Linked DNA regions of Rattus norvegicus: regions 2 and 3 are each linked to region 1. Evidence: chromatin contacts called from public HiChIP or PLAC-seq data. All regions are on one chromosome and are shown on one strand. The core of a region is the stretch at or near the end of the contact, and the rest is flanking DNA. Distances in the headings are between cores, read along the strand shown.

Region 1 (4,682 bases), core at 996-3,495:
TCTCTTCACAAGAATAGTAATACATTTTTTAAAACCCTCTCTTCACGAGGCTATAAAGAGGGTGAACATATCAAGAGCACCTCTGCTCTTGCGGGGGACCTGGGTTTGGTTCCAAGCATGTGTCACCCTTTTCTGTCCTCAGACAGAACATACATAGGCTCAGGCACAAACACATAAAATACAGCTAGAAAGAAAAAGAGAGGAGTATGAAAGGAAGCAAAGAAGGAAACACTCATCCTAAAATAAATAAGCTGGTTTCATCCATCACCCATCCTTTTAAGGGTTAAAATTCCATTTGAAGCTTTAGTGGAGGAAAAAAAGTTATGAATAACCAAATTCAATTCTTACGTCTCCCTGTGAAAACCATAAAGTCCAGTATGATCCACATTCATCGTTTCTAAGTTACTTAGGATACATGCAGTAAATAGACCGCTAGTCCTCAGAACAAGTGGTAAGGCTGGCTTTCCACTCACCCTCTATGCCTGAACCCTCCACAAGCATTAAAAATATTTTCCCTTAAGTGACTTCCTGTAACTCAGCACAGCATATATCCAAGTCAGGAAAGCAACACCTCCCCCATCGCTGAAAACACTGTTGCTTCCACAGAGCTCTTCGATGTTTTCAAGAAATGTTCATTGTCTAGTGAGTCTGTCATCACACAAATGGCTATTTGATTAAGAAAGTAAAGACGAGACTTGGCTATTCGTAATGTGCTCATACAATCATTTCTCCAGCAGATCACAAGAAAGGACACATGTGACTCTCCCTTTTGTAACGTGGCTGTCACTATACAGCTCCCAGCTGCCCACCTGAAGGCTAGGAGTCTCCCTGTGGGTCTTTTGCCACGGCTATGTGCATGGGCCCAGGCATTTCACATCAATCCCAAATTGGAACTCTCCAGGAATATGGCACAATCCCTCTGGGTTTCCTGCAAGAACTAAACTCCCACCAAGGAGTGGTGACTCCAGATATTAAAACAAAACAAAAACAAAACAAACAAAAGAACCCACAGGCTAAAAATAAGAGAATCTCAGGATGGTTTTTACATTCCTCTAAACCTTAGGAACAACTGCCCCTCCTAAAACCTGCTACAAAAAACGTAAGGAAATACCCTTAAGATGCTCTACCAGTGTAAAATAAAGAGGTGGGCCTGGCTTTCTCTGTACTAGGCCAGCCCAGTCTACACAGTGAGTCCCAGGCCAGCCAGGACTAAAAGACCCCATCTAAATAAAAGAATTTTTTTTAAAAAAAACAGAGTCCCCAAGTAAAGAAACCCTGAAAACAGTTCCCTCCCCAAGGGAAAACGATTATCCCCAGAGGGAGTAGAGTGACATGGGAAGGTTGGCAGGTAGAAGGAACAGGTCCCTAAGTGACATGAATCTTACTGACGACTGTCAACCCCTCCACATCCAATTCAAGCCACAAAGCTAGATGGCTCTCACCTTCCCAAGCAAGCGGTGCCTCTGAAAGAAAGAAGTGGACACCTCCTTGCTAATTGTCCCCAAACGGTGAAACTTCACATCAGCATCAGGAGCTGGGTTAAGAGAGTGCAGAGCAAAAGAGGAAGGGTTGGTTCTGGGAGCGGAATCTCCGTGATTTGCCAGAGGAAACCGCACAGGCTCCAGACAGCAAAAGCGCCGGGATTTCCATGCAGCTGCTACGACAGGTGACCGGGCTGCTTTGCAGACACCCCGCTCACCCGCTGGCTGGCCCCGCTTGGCTGAAGGTGGGAAGAGCAGGAAAGAGAAAAAGGAAAGAGAGCCGCCCCGGGACCCGGAGGCCGACAGAGCAAACGAGGGACTGTGGGGAGGCCGGGCCGGCGCAGCCCGTCTCCCCGGGAAAACCGGTGGAAGGGATTTTTCTGTCTGCACAATTAAGGAGAAGGGGGGAAAAAAAACATGGCTCCGAGCCAAACGCCTTCTGATTTACACACGCACGCCCGAGCTCCTCGGTCGGCCCAGTTCCTCGCACGCCGGAACAAAAGGCGAACGAGCTAGCTAGGCGCCGGCCGCCCGAGCTAAGGGTCCGCTGAGGAGCCCCGCGCCCGCCGCCCCTGCCGTGCCCACTGCCCGGCCCCCGCCGCCCGGGCCCTCGCGGCCGCCCATCCCAGCCTCACCTCCTTAGCGGCCGTGGCGGCGGCCCGGTGCCTCTCCGCCTCCGCCTCCGGCAGCCCTCGGCGCCGCCGCCGCCGCCGCCGCCGCCGCCGCCACCTCCCCCCCACCCCCCGCGTCTCGGCCGAGACTCCGCCTCTCTCGGCCGCCGCCGCGACCGCCAGTCGGGCTAGGGGAGCACGTGACCGCGCCACGTGACCCGGCGCCTCCCCGGTCGGACCCGCGGCGGGTGGCGCTGCCCGGTGCGCGCGCGCGCGCGGGCCCGGGAGCGGGGTGCGGTCTCGAGCCTCCCACGCGCCGCTCGACTCCCCAGACTCTAGCACCTCCCGCGTCGCCCGCCTCCGCCTGGGCGCCCAGCCTGGACCACTCACCTCCTCCAGAGTCCTCACGCCCGATCTTGTCAGCGGGGGCCGGAAGTGGACATCACGCCTTCTCCTACCCAGACAGAGCCGCTGCAGAGCACACAGCGACTCGTACTATGAGCAACGTGGCTCCCCTGGAAACAGTCATTCAAGTGTCTTCGGCGGTGCTGCTGCTGTCACGTCAGTACCCCCTCCAGTTGCTTTCAGGGAGAAACGAATCCATAGCGTCATTTTAAGTCACACAGGCACAGTCTCAGCCTTTAGCGCCCCCCCCCCCCAACACACACGGTTAAATTGATGTGCTAAGAACGGAAACTTCAGCCATCCCTCGGTTTTCCACTGTTACAAAGAAGGCGTTGCTGGGTGTAGAGAATGCGTGGTTGAAATTTAAAAATAGACAAGATCGCATCTTTCCTTGAGGCAAGGCTAAGAACAGTAGACACTCTTCCCAACTGTTAGGCACTGTTTCCTATTTCTGAGCATCGGCAAACGTTAAAACCATTTTACGGTTTTGTGTGTGTTCATTTGTTACAGACAGGGTCTTCTCTATGTAGTGTAGGCTGGTCTCAAACTCAATTCTCCTGCCTCATGAATGCTGGGATTTCAAACCATGCCTAGCCAGTTCCTGTTTTAAAATTATCCCACCGCTAATTCTATCAGAAGTCTGAGTAAGAGTCCATCGGGTTCTACAACTCTGTGCTTGAGATTTTACGAGTGCTAACAAATGTTTTGGTTTCTGGTTTTGAGCCTAGGTCTCACTATGTAGCTTGGAACTCCGTGTAGACCAGGTTGGCCTGGAACTCACCGAGAGCCACCTGCCTGAATAGCATGGTGTTCTTTCAATTGTAATCACTCTTCTACCAACACTGTATTTTTAATTTTACTATCTTTTGCCTTCTATGCCTCACCCGACTCCTTATCCCTTAAAGATCTATTCTCTTTCGTGACACTTTCAGAAGGTGGGTCTCACTCAATCTGTTAGGTCAGCTGTGAATCTGCATTTTGTATTTTAGAAACCTTTCTAATTATGGAATGAAGAGAGTTGCCTCCTATTTAGAAATCTGGGGCAACTGGGAGCCCTTAAAAGGAAGATTTGGCAACAGGACCCTTCTTCTGGCTGCTGAAATCCCACTGGCCCAGTATTTTTCATTTTCTTATGTTTAAAATGCTTTTTTAATATTAGTGGGAGAAACAAACATTTATTTAAAGATTTATTTATTTTATGTATACCAGTCCACCATAGCTGTCTTCAGACATACCTGAAGAGGGCATTGGATCCCATTATAAATGGTCGTGAGCCACCATGTGGTTGCTGGGAATTGAACTCAGGACCTCTGGAACAGCAGTCAGTGCTCTTAACCGCTGAGCCACCTCTCCAGCCCCAATGAACACTCTTTGTTCAGTATTAACTGGCTTTCCCTTGGGTCTAAGTTCAAGTTTGACCAATCCCCCTATTAAGCTGTGAGGAATGTGTGACATTTCTTTGAACATTACATTCTCTGGTTAATAGTATCATGACACAGTGTAACGTAAGTATTGTGTACTCTCCGGTGTGTGACTGAGCCTCTGACCCAGGATGGGAACAGCAGGATGGTGAACACCACTGCACTGCCCTATCCTAAAACTGGTCCAGCAGGTGCAGGGCTCTGCAGTTATCACCAGTAACTGGTTGATCCCTTTACCTCTCCATCCATCTCTTGACACCCGATCACATCACTGAGATTACCCAGATCCTGGAACCCCAGAGATCCTGCCACTGAGTCTTTCCTTTCTCCCCAGTATGCTTGTAGGTATCTCCCCTCCCTCCTGGCTGTAGCCAAATTTAAAGCCCAAAGAATTGGCTGATTCAACCCTTCAGGCACCAAGGTATTCAGCACAGGCACATGGAACCCGGATCCTAGACATCGGGAGATGGCAAAAGAGCCAGAGCTTTTGGAGAACAAGAGACAAGCCTTTGGTCTCTCGATGTGTTCTGAGAGCCAAAAATGTTTGTGCCAACTTAGACTTCATTACTGGAAACACAGCATGCCACACAAAGAATAAAATGCCCACTTCCCCTGGACTGCCCTGAGCCAAGCCACATCCATACAACACTCCTACCAATCCTGGGTGCTACCAGTCACATACAAAAGGATTGAGGTAAGTGTGGGGCAAATGTCTTAGAATACTATAAACCAGTCATTACAATAGTCCTATAATGTCAGACAGT
Region 2 (4,682 bases), core at 1,051-3,550, 210 kb before region 1:
TTCTAATAGTGCCACCACCTGGGCTGAGCATATACGAACCATCACACTGTCCAAGCATGATGACCTGAGCGCCCCGGGCACTCACAGAACAGCCAGGCGCAGAGGTGGCATCCAGTGCTGAGAAGGGGTGAGGAAAGAGAAGCAAAAGCCAGAGAGAGAAGTAACAGAAGATGATTATGCTTACTTCTGACTTCTACAAATGCACGCACACATACACCACACATGAACACAAATAAATAAATTAAAAACTGGAATAAAGGGTGATACCAATCTTGAGTGATCTCAAGCAAATCACTCTGCGAATCTCCACTTCCTGGGGAGACTCACCAGGCCTCCCTCCTGGCTTTAGGCTTGCTCCTGTTCAATCACACGGCATTTGTGGTGTGTCTGTTGTGTGCACAGGGGTTGCGATGGGGGAATCTCTAGTCCTAAGATAAAATCCTCAGTAAATAGTAACTTGTCTTTATTGGGTAGTAGAATTATAGGCATGAAGTGCTAGGTCAACCTGTTTAGGAGTATTTGAGAAAAACTGCTTTGAAAATGAGAATCTGTACCTAGAAAGTGGATGTGTCAGTCTGCTCTGGTTGCATAACAAATATCCGGAAGGGATGGCTTGCATAGCAATTTCTTTTCTCACAGCTTGGGAGCCCAGTTTGAGTGGGGCCCATTCTTTTCTGGAGGCCTACACCGCTGACTTACTGAGGGCCACCTCCCGGTGTCTTTACATGGTAGTCTATGGGTACCTGTTTGTGTCCTAAACTCTTTATAATAAGGACACATTATGTCTGCTGAGGACCTACACACAGGACTTCACCTTAATGAAACCTCGTTAAATGTCCCATCTCCAAATTAAGTCACATTCTGGAGTGTGAATGGATTTTGGGATAGGTGACATGATTTGGATCAAAACAGCAGGACACATTAAGAGAATACAGAATTTTGCTTTTTTTTTTTTTTTTGGTTCTTTTTTTCGGAGCTGGGGACCGAACCCAGGGCCTTGCGCTTCCTAGGTAAGCGCTCTACCACTGAGCTAAATCCCCAGCCCCAGAATTTTGCTTTTTGTTTGTTTGTTTTTACATTCTCCTTGCTTCATAGCCCAGGCTGGCCTTGAGCTCTTGTTAATCCTCCTGTCTTACCCCACTAAGTGCTGGGATTACACAAGTGTGTTACCCACACCTGAGTTATCTATATTCATTTAAGAATTTCATTTATTTGTAAAACAGCGAAGGGAAGGCTGGGTTTATTGTTTATTTTTAAAGATCTTATTTTTATTTTTGTGTCTGCGTGAATGTACGCTGTCTGCTGAGGCCAGAAGATGATGTCAGCTCCCTTGGAGAGAGGATTACAGGATGAGAGCGGGCTCATGTGTGTGCTGCGAGCCAAGCTCCTCTGGAAGAGCGGGTGTGCTCTTAACTGCTGCTGATTCATCTCTTTAGGCCCTCTCTTCATTTTTAAAAAGCTAAAACTTCATTGCTATTCAACAAAAGACTATATGTCCAAGTATATCATGTAAACATTTATCTTTGAGCTAAGGAGGAAACTTCCTGCAATAGGGGCACGATTAAGGGAGCTTGGAGACTCTCATCTGAGGCTTCCCGAGACAATGAGCAGCTGGTCAGTGTTGGCAGAGACAGATGTGACTGGGTGTAGAAACTGATCGGGTATAAATAGAGCAGACTTCAAAGTGATCAAATCCAAAAGAGTGGTGATATCGGCTTGGCCATGGGATCGGGTGGATTGCTGAAAACAACATTTTCCAGGCACTAGCTTGCCAGTGTACTTCTTACATGAGAACTGCAAGCTTTCGTTCAGATAGCTGGACTATCCTGATCTTTATCTCCAAGGAGAAGCACCCAATGCGCCATACTGTAGGAAGTCATTTTACAATTTGTTTCTAGTCAGGACTTGTTTGAAAGTTTCAATTTCTACAGTTTGAGCTGGAGGGAGGGCCAGGATCTTCTTCCCCTCCGAGACCAGCTTTTGTTCCTTTGTTTGGTTTGGGTTGCTACAGTTTAGAGAGAGGTTAGGCGGCTCTGACAGTTTGCTTTGAAAACCACATCCCAGAGGGCTCAGAGTCACGCCCTGTTACTTGGAGACCAAAGAAGAGCAGAAGGCTGGGCAGAGGGGTGGGCGGGGCCACCAGTAGGAGTGGAAGACGGTAGGAGGAGCCTTTGGTGGAGGGGCGGGGCTTGGCGCGTGGGTGGTTATTGGTAGTGGTCAGGGTCCCTGGCGCGGGGGCGGAGTGGGCGTGGCCTGAGCGCGCCTGCGCAGTCCACTCTACTCGGCGGGCGAAGGAGACGCGCTAGAGGGAAGATGGAAGACTTCCAGGCCTCCGAGGAGGTAACCTCCAGATGGGCCGTGGGAGGGAGGGTGGCGGCCGAGATCCGGATGTGGCGCGGCCCCGCCTGGGAAGACGCAGCTTCTGCTCATCGCCACCTGGCCCGAGGCTGATGAGCCTGGGTGGCGGTTCCCAGCGGCCACTCCGCTTCTTTCCCGCGTGGGCGGTGCCCGCGGTCCACAGAGACGGCGCGGGGCTCGTGGTCTCGGTGGGGTTCACGCCGGGAGAATGACATCATTCCACCCCTTCCGCACTGCTGCAGACCTCAGCCTTGGGCCGTGGTTGGGAAATGAGGCATCTTGTTGTGGCATGTAGGATGACACGGGCACGCAGGGCTAGCTCCGGGTGACCGCAGTGGGGGTCTGCTGTCCAGACTGTCCGTCTGCCAAGTACCGACGTGCGAACAGAACCTGCCTTTGTCTGGGTGCCGCACCTTGTCCTTCAGTGTGGCGCTCCCTCCCACCCAGGCCACAGCCACTGGGTACATTTCATTTCAGTTTGAGATAGTAACGGATCGCTCATTCTTGTCGGGGAAGACTGCAAGGCCTCTTAGTGCCCTAGCCAGCCACTCGCCTTGGTGATGTGTTGTCAAAATGTCTTTTCCTTTGTGCTGACAAGTATTTGAGAAACAGCTGAAAGGACGCCTGTTTTAGAATAGTTGCTCATTTTCTTTCTGAATAATCTTTGTTGAAACTCAATATAATCCCACACAATTTGTCAATCATAATAATAATAAGAGAACCCTAACACTTCCTCTTTTGACATATCTAAAGTGTCAACTAGGGATATTTCTGAGGGAAGAGTAAGACGTTGCATTTATCAGAAACTTTCAGTTTTGGTCTATTTCCCTAACACATTTTATGGAAGTCAGGATCATTCTGTGTTTGAACATTGGTGGAAAGCAAGTAAAGACTCTCAAGCCGTGATTCAGAAGCAGCTAGCAAAGGGGATGTTTGGCCAGGCAGTGATCTCATGTATGGCTGAAAACTGGCTTTTATGGTAGTCACAGCCAGTTATAGGAAGGAAATGGCCATGTGAAGAGGAAGCCCCGAAAACTGCATTCTAATTCCAGCTTGTACCTGTGAACCGGCTGACCCTGGCATCTGTGAAGTGTCCAGACAGTGATCTGTGTTTTACACAAGAGTGTCAGCTGCAGGAGGACGGATAATCTCCATTGTTTACCCAGCAGCCCTCTCAGCTGAGCCTTTTCTACCTGCCCCTAACTCCCCAGGTTCTCCTCAGCTCCTTTCCCTTTCTTGTAGCAGTTGGCAGTGCCCACTTGCTTCAATACAATTTATCTTTTGTTATTTTCTTACTTTAGCGGTATGGGAAGTTATGGGAAGCTCACCATATTCACTTAGGAAGAGCCGTTCAGTTGACTTACCTTGGAAGATGACATTTTCAGTATTTCAGTGATTTCAGCTCTGTTTCCAACCAACTTCTTGGGGGGGGGGGGGCGTCTAGAAAGGGAGAAGGCTTTGGGTGGTCACTTCTGAAGAGAAAGGGGTGTTACTCGATACTAGAACAGGGCAGGGACCACTGTGGTCAGCAGTCAGGGAAGTCTGTAACACATGGTTAAGGTGAGCTGTGCTATCCAGGGCATGCCCAGTGCTAAGGATATCCCAGAACTTGGAATAGTTCATTTGTACTCATGTAAGAAGCACACTGGCAGGCTCGTGCCTGGCTAATGTTTTCAGGAAACCCTTACACCTATTCAGATCCAGTGTTATGTTAAAAGGAGACTTAAAACTACTTCAGGCAGCCCGCCAGTCAGCTGATCCTGAAGTAGTTCATCGGGGTTAAGAGAAGGAGGGGCACACACCAGCCTTTTACGTGTTAAACATCCTAAATCGGTTTACCTCATGGAAGAGAATGTCCCATCTTCGTGATGGATAATTTACATTTCTTCAGCCGCTTTGCACGGAAGCAGTGTGGGCATAATATGGCCCCTGTACTGGCTAATGGTGCTGACCGCCAGCAGCAGGGGAAGGAGAGAGGATTCTAGTTTTGAGGCTCGGCTTGCAGTGTTGACACTGAGACAGCTGGGCTCTGAGGTTCGTCTGCACAGTCGACAGCCTAAGGTCTATGTCATAAGTCACCGTCTCACTGTGTGCTTATTGATGCTGTGCAGAAAGCTCTTTTAAACCAAACTTACCTACATTTTCTTCCTTAACAGACTGCATTTGTTGTGGATGAAGTGAGCAACATTGTAAAGGAGGTAAGAGGACACATGCTTGTTTTCCAAGTGTTCGACTGATAACTATGTGTCTGAGTTAGGGTTACTATTTCTGTGATTTAACACCATGACCACAGCAATTTGAGGAAGAAGGGTTTATTCTGCTTA
Region 3 (4,682 bases), core at 1,318-3,817, 160 kb before region 1:
GATTTTAATCTGTTGCCCAGGCTAGTCTCAAACACCTGTGTTCAGGAGCACCTCTTGTCTTAGCCTCCACAGATACGACCAAGAACTTCAGATATACCCCCACCATGCCCAGCTTTTCTCCTAATTTTTGAAAAAAATAAAAAAACCAGAACAGGACAGCATCGTATCTCTGAAGATCCAAAAAGCCTCTGCGCCTTTAGCCCCAGCCACTGAGAGGGAAAAGCTGGCATTTCCTGTGTACCCACTTGACATCAGACTAGCTTCCTGGGGAACTAACACTGGGCCCAGGCATGAACAGGCCACTTAGTATAAGAGGAAATGGAGGGCAGGCTTCAGGTCAGCAGGAGATAGAGGTAGGATGTGAACCTACAGTGTACACCCATCATGTGAAAGGCTAGCTTTGGGAAGGGGGCCCACCATCCTCCCTCATGTTCTCTACAGTCACCTTTAAATGATCCACATTTGACAGGAAACTTCTGTAGGGGGCAGGGGGGACCTGAAGGTTGAATTCCACCAGCTAAGTTGAACAGACTAGAAACCATTAGGCAGACTCCAACTGAGGCATTACGTGGCCACTCAAGGCCTAACAACCGTACCACATTTTAACAGAGGGAGACCTAGGCTCAGTAAGGAAGCAGGAGATCAAGTGTGTTCCTCCTGGGCCGTAAGCCCAGTGGCTCACACCCAGATGCATGCTGGTTAGGTCATCAAACATCCTCCCAAGCCAAACAGGAGGAGGGAGCAGGTTGGACATGGGTCAGTCCACCTACATGTGATTAGTGGGCCAGGTTGTACGGTCCCAGAACCCAGGGTAAATTGGGGTGAATTCGGAAGCCATGAAGCCTTATTACCCAGTCCTTGACTGAGCGCACAGCAGCAGGCTGCAGACTGCTGTCTAGTGTGTGGGCTCTGGAGTCTGGCCATGGTAGCTGCCACCTCAGTGAGACTTGAGTTATCCAGACACTCACTGACCCCTATGCACCCGTTTCCTTTTCCTCATTTGTAGCTTGGAGGAGGAGAGAAACCCCTTTATAGGAGGTTATCAGTGAGAAGCCCAGAAGACTATAGGTGTAAAGGAACATGGCTAGGGACCATAGGGACAGCTCAGTTGTTAAGTGAGCTCATGACTCTTCCAGAGGACCCCAGTTTGGTTCCCAGCACCTGCTCACGAAGCTCATAACCTGTAACTCCAGCTCTGGTGAGCCCACACCCTCTTCTGGCCTTTTCCGGCACCAGCACACACATGGCATATTCTCACACATAAAAATAAAAAGGAGATACAACAATCTCTACCAACCCAGCTAACATTTAGGAAGTTTTCTTTCATTTTTAGACATCATTTTGATTCAGAAGAAAATTATCCTAAGAGATACACACTACTACACTTACCTAACTCTTGTCTAACAGAGCCCAAGGCCTGCCTCCCAGACAGCAATCACCCAGGACTGCCACACTGTAGGTGACAAATCCTTACAAAGCTGCAGTCTGCAATCTCTCCCAGTAACCTTTCCCTAGTAATGGCTTTCCCAGGTTTAGTTCATAATCTTGTAACCCAGACTCCTGGGTTGCAGATCTGGTCAGAGCCCAACTCTCTCACATCCTCTCTAAGGACGGAGACTTTGGACTGGCAAGGAGATCCAGGCCTATGAGTACACCCTGAAGCATGCAGCTGCTATTTTGCCTCAGAGCCCTAAGTCCTTTCCCAAGAGGTGAGGACCAACTGTAAGTGCCAGTCCCTGTAGTTGTGCACAGAGGCCTAAGGCTACCTCACCTCCAGCTGGCTTCTAATCCACCTGAGTCGGGTCCATCACCGGCTGAAGTGAGCACAGTCAAACTTCTAGGCAAGTATGAGGAAAGACGATTTTCCGCCGTGGACTCTTGCATTGAGGAAACGCTTCCCAAGTTACCCTGCTGCCTCCAGAACCCTCCGAATGAGCTTTGGAATTGCATCCCGTCGCCTGAGGCCACCTACCAACCTCTAAGCCGGCCGCCCCAACTCCGGGGACTCCCTCACCGCTATCTCAGTGCACACCCGGGCGACAGCTGCGTCAACAGCAGCTTTAGGGATGGCGTCCCTCGGGTGTGAGTTTGCCTCGTTAAAACCTCGGCACTTTACAGAAACCATTCGTGTCCCAAGTCAGCACATTGTAAAACTCGTATAAAACTCAGCACCCGAGAGATCTAACGAGGCTGTGCCAGCTCCGGCGTGCCCACGTCACCAAACGCCACTAAGAAGCGCGTCGGGGGGGCAGCTGGGGACTCCGATCGCGTCTGGTGAGGGGTGGTCCAGCTCCAGCGGGTACGAGAGGCCAGGCGTCCCTACTGACTCCGGACTTGAAGCAATCTCGGACCAGCCATCTCCGCAGTTCCCCTCTGAAACCCTCGCGCGCCCGGAGCTTCGCGGCGCGCATGAGCCAGGGGGCCCCGGGACGCTATGCCCAAGCTACGCCCCGCCACTTACGGTTCCATCTCGGAGACCCGGGTCCCCGGCCCCCGCCGGTGCGTCCCGAGCTCGCCCGGCGTCCCGCAGCCGCCGCCAGAGCCACCCGTGAGGCCGAGCAGCCGGCCGCGGAAAACGCATCAGAGCGCGACTGCGCGGTCACGTGCGCGGAAGCCGCGGACCAGCGGGGCGGGGCAGCCTCCCGCAGCGCTCGCGCCGGACACCTGTCACGTGGGCAGGCGTCCGGGGGTAACCCACATGCGAGGCCACGGATCACCGAAGGGCACGGACCCCAGAGGCCTTGTGTCCAAGTCCCCAGACACTCATCATGGCTGCTTCCTATTCCCCTCCGAAGGTGAGGGAAGTAGGCAAGGCACGATTAGCATCTCTTGAAACTTTACTACTGCGTTAAGGCCGTTAACATGTGCCATGCGGTTGACACATGTCTCTGGCAACCGTTAAAACTAATGCCCGCAGGTTTCTGATACAAGCAACCCAGAAGCAGAGGGAGCATGCCCAGTGCAGCTTCTCACGCTCCGGCCTACAGGACTCTGGCTGACTCCTGTCTCCTGAATAAGAGAATGCCCTTCACCTTTGCGGCCTTCCGTGGTGCAGGAATTGTACGCATCAATCCCAATCTACCACAGTGAAACGGACGTTATCCCCAATATTCCATCACCTTCCCTATGTTGCCATTGTTCCTCTTTCCAAGATTTGACAGCTAGCATTGTACATGAGCATTAACCAAATGGTTCGGGGGTGGGAGGCAGCGGCCTGCACGCTTCCTAACGCTTGAGAGAATTGAGGCTTTCATATGGGATCAGAGACAAGAAGGCACGGACCAGTGAGAACTTGCATCTTCTGACCAGGGTGAGCATGGCCTAAGACTTTCATAGTACAAATATTGAAAGTCCCACATCCTGGAGACGCCCCCTCAACCCCCACCCTGCCCCCAGAGCCAGGCAAAGCAGGGCATCAGATCAATTCTGACCCCGATTTTTACTGTTGTTGGTTAACCAGGCGAACCTGTCTTAACATTTATCTTGGTTCCCTCAAGGACAGAACAAGGGATGGCAGTCTTCATGTCAATTTCATTAAGACTAGGGAAGCTAGAGAGAGGACAAAGGCAGAGAAATGGAGGAGTACACTGGGAGGTTCTGAGGTGGCTGGAAGCTTCACCTCACATAGCTGATTGTGTGGGTACAGGCTAGTGCCAGAGAAACTGTCAGAAACAGAGTCCAGAAGCAGTCTCTTGGCTCCGTCCTATCACCTGTTGCCCGAGGGTTAAAGTCTAGCCTACACACCCGATGAGTACTCAAGGAAAACAACCTGGGGCCAGTGCCTGCAGGTACTGGGCAGCCCATGAGTGACAAATGAGCTTCCCAGTCAGTCAGTACAAGGGCCAGAGTATGTGGTGACAGAGGCTGGAACCCTGTGAGTTTTCACCAGGACAAGGGAGGCTGAGTGAGATAAAGACCAAGGTGGAAAGTCAAAACAGGGACCACATGAGTCTGGACAGGGTCAGATGGGAATCCGAGGTTGTTGTGAAAATGCTAAATGAGGCATCTGGGAATGACCCGTAGTCCTTTGGGGCTTTCTTTAGACTCCAGCAGAAGGTGGTGACCTTGTCTCCATGGTAACCTCAGTGAGTATCTACCTGAGGTGGAGTTCCTCCTGCCGAGCAGGCAATCTGAGCAGTGAAGGGACAAGATTGGGGGTGGTGAAACACAGGGGCCCGCAGAGCAAATTAGTGCAGGACAGTGGGTCACACAGTGTGCTTCAGTGCCAGCGCCTGGGGAGCTTTAAGGACCCTCAACCCAGTAAAGAGCAGAGTTCAGGGGCAGTTTAGGGATGGGTGATTTGTAAGCCTCCCTCCAGGGCTAGGATGCATGATCCACTGCAGCTATTCCTAGGACCAGTTAGGACCGGCTGCATCACCGAGCTCCGGTTCTGTGAGTATTCTCTGTATCCTGCCAAGAAATCCTCTTTTGGGCTAAAGTTAATACTCTACAGGACAATCTTAGGTGCTGCGGTCTCTGCGGAGAGTGGCGGTGAGTGACACTTCATGCTGGGGACCCTGGCAAAGCTAACAACTCACTGGAGTGGGAAGGGACAGTGTTCTGCTCTGCAGTTCCCTGCGGGAGGAAGCAGAAGCTGACTTCCCACAGAAGCTTCCAGTCCCTGCAGTGGCCATGAGACCTAACCCTGTCCCTGACCCTGACCCTAACCCGACCTGCCCTTT

Evidence for each region. HiChIP or PLAC-seq counts read pairs in DNA pulled down with a chosen protein or histone mark.
Region 2: a contact with region 1 is called in an H3K27ac HiChIP or PLAC-seq map of oligodendrocytes, with 6 times the contacts expected there. The contact joins the promoter of Dynlt1 here to the promoter of Tulp4 in region 1. A contact is called at or near these places in 4 of 12 Hi-C or Micro-C datasets (the A7r5 cell line, Schwann cells, hepatocytes and 1 more) and 1 of 1 datasets of contacts at active chromatin or transcription factors (oligodendrocytes).
Region 3: a contact with region 1 is called in an H3K27ac HiChIP or PLAC-seq map of oligodendrocytes, with 5 times the contacts expected there. The contact joins the promoter of Tmem181 here to the promoter of Tulp4 in region 1. A contact is called at or near these places in 1 of 12 Hi-C or Micro-C datasets (hepatocytes) and 1 of 1 datasets of contacts at active chromatin or transcription factors (oligodendrocytes).

The regions. Positions count from the first base shown.
Region 1 is chr1:49,085,449-49,090,130 of GRCr8, reverse strand. Tulp4 (TUB like protein 4) reads right to left here and starts at 2,245. Exons shown (of 15, transcript NM_001109137.2): 1 at 2,117-2,245. LOC102551377 (a long non-coding RNA gene) reads left to right here and starts at 2,514. Exons shown (of 4, transcript XR_010059016.1): 1 at 2,514-2,653; 2 at 4,253-4,612.
Region 2 is chr1:49,296,535-49,301,216 of GRCr8, reverse strand. Dynlt1 (dynein light chain Tctex-type 1) reads left to right here and starts at 2,300. Exons shown (of 5, transcript NM_031318.1): 1 at 2,300-2,340; 2 at 4,515-4,556. The coding sequence starts at 2,314. It also overlaps a transcript of Sytl3 not described here.
Region 3 is chr1:49,245,489-49,250,170 of GRCr8, reverse strand. Tmem181 (transmembrane protein 181) reads right to left here and starts at 2,567. Exons shown (of 17, transcript NM_001130939.1): 1 at 2,462-2,567. The coding sequence starts at 2,469. LOC134482652 (a long non-coding RNA gene) reads left to right here and starts at 2,628. Exons shown (of 3, transcript XR_010059021.1): 1 at 2,628-2,795; 2 at 2,918-4,682.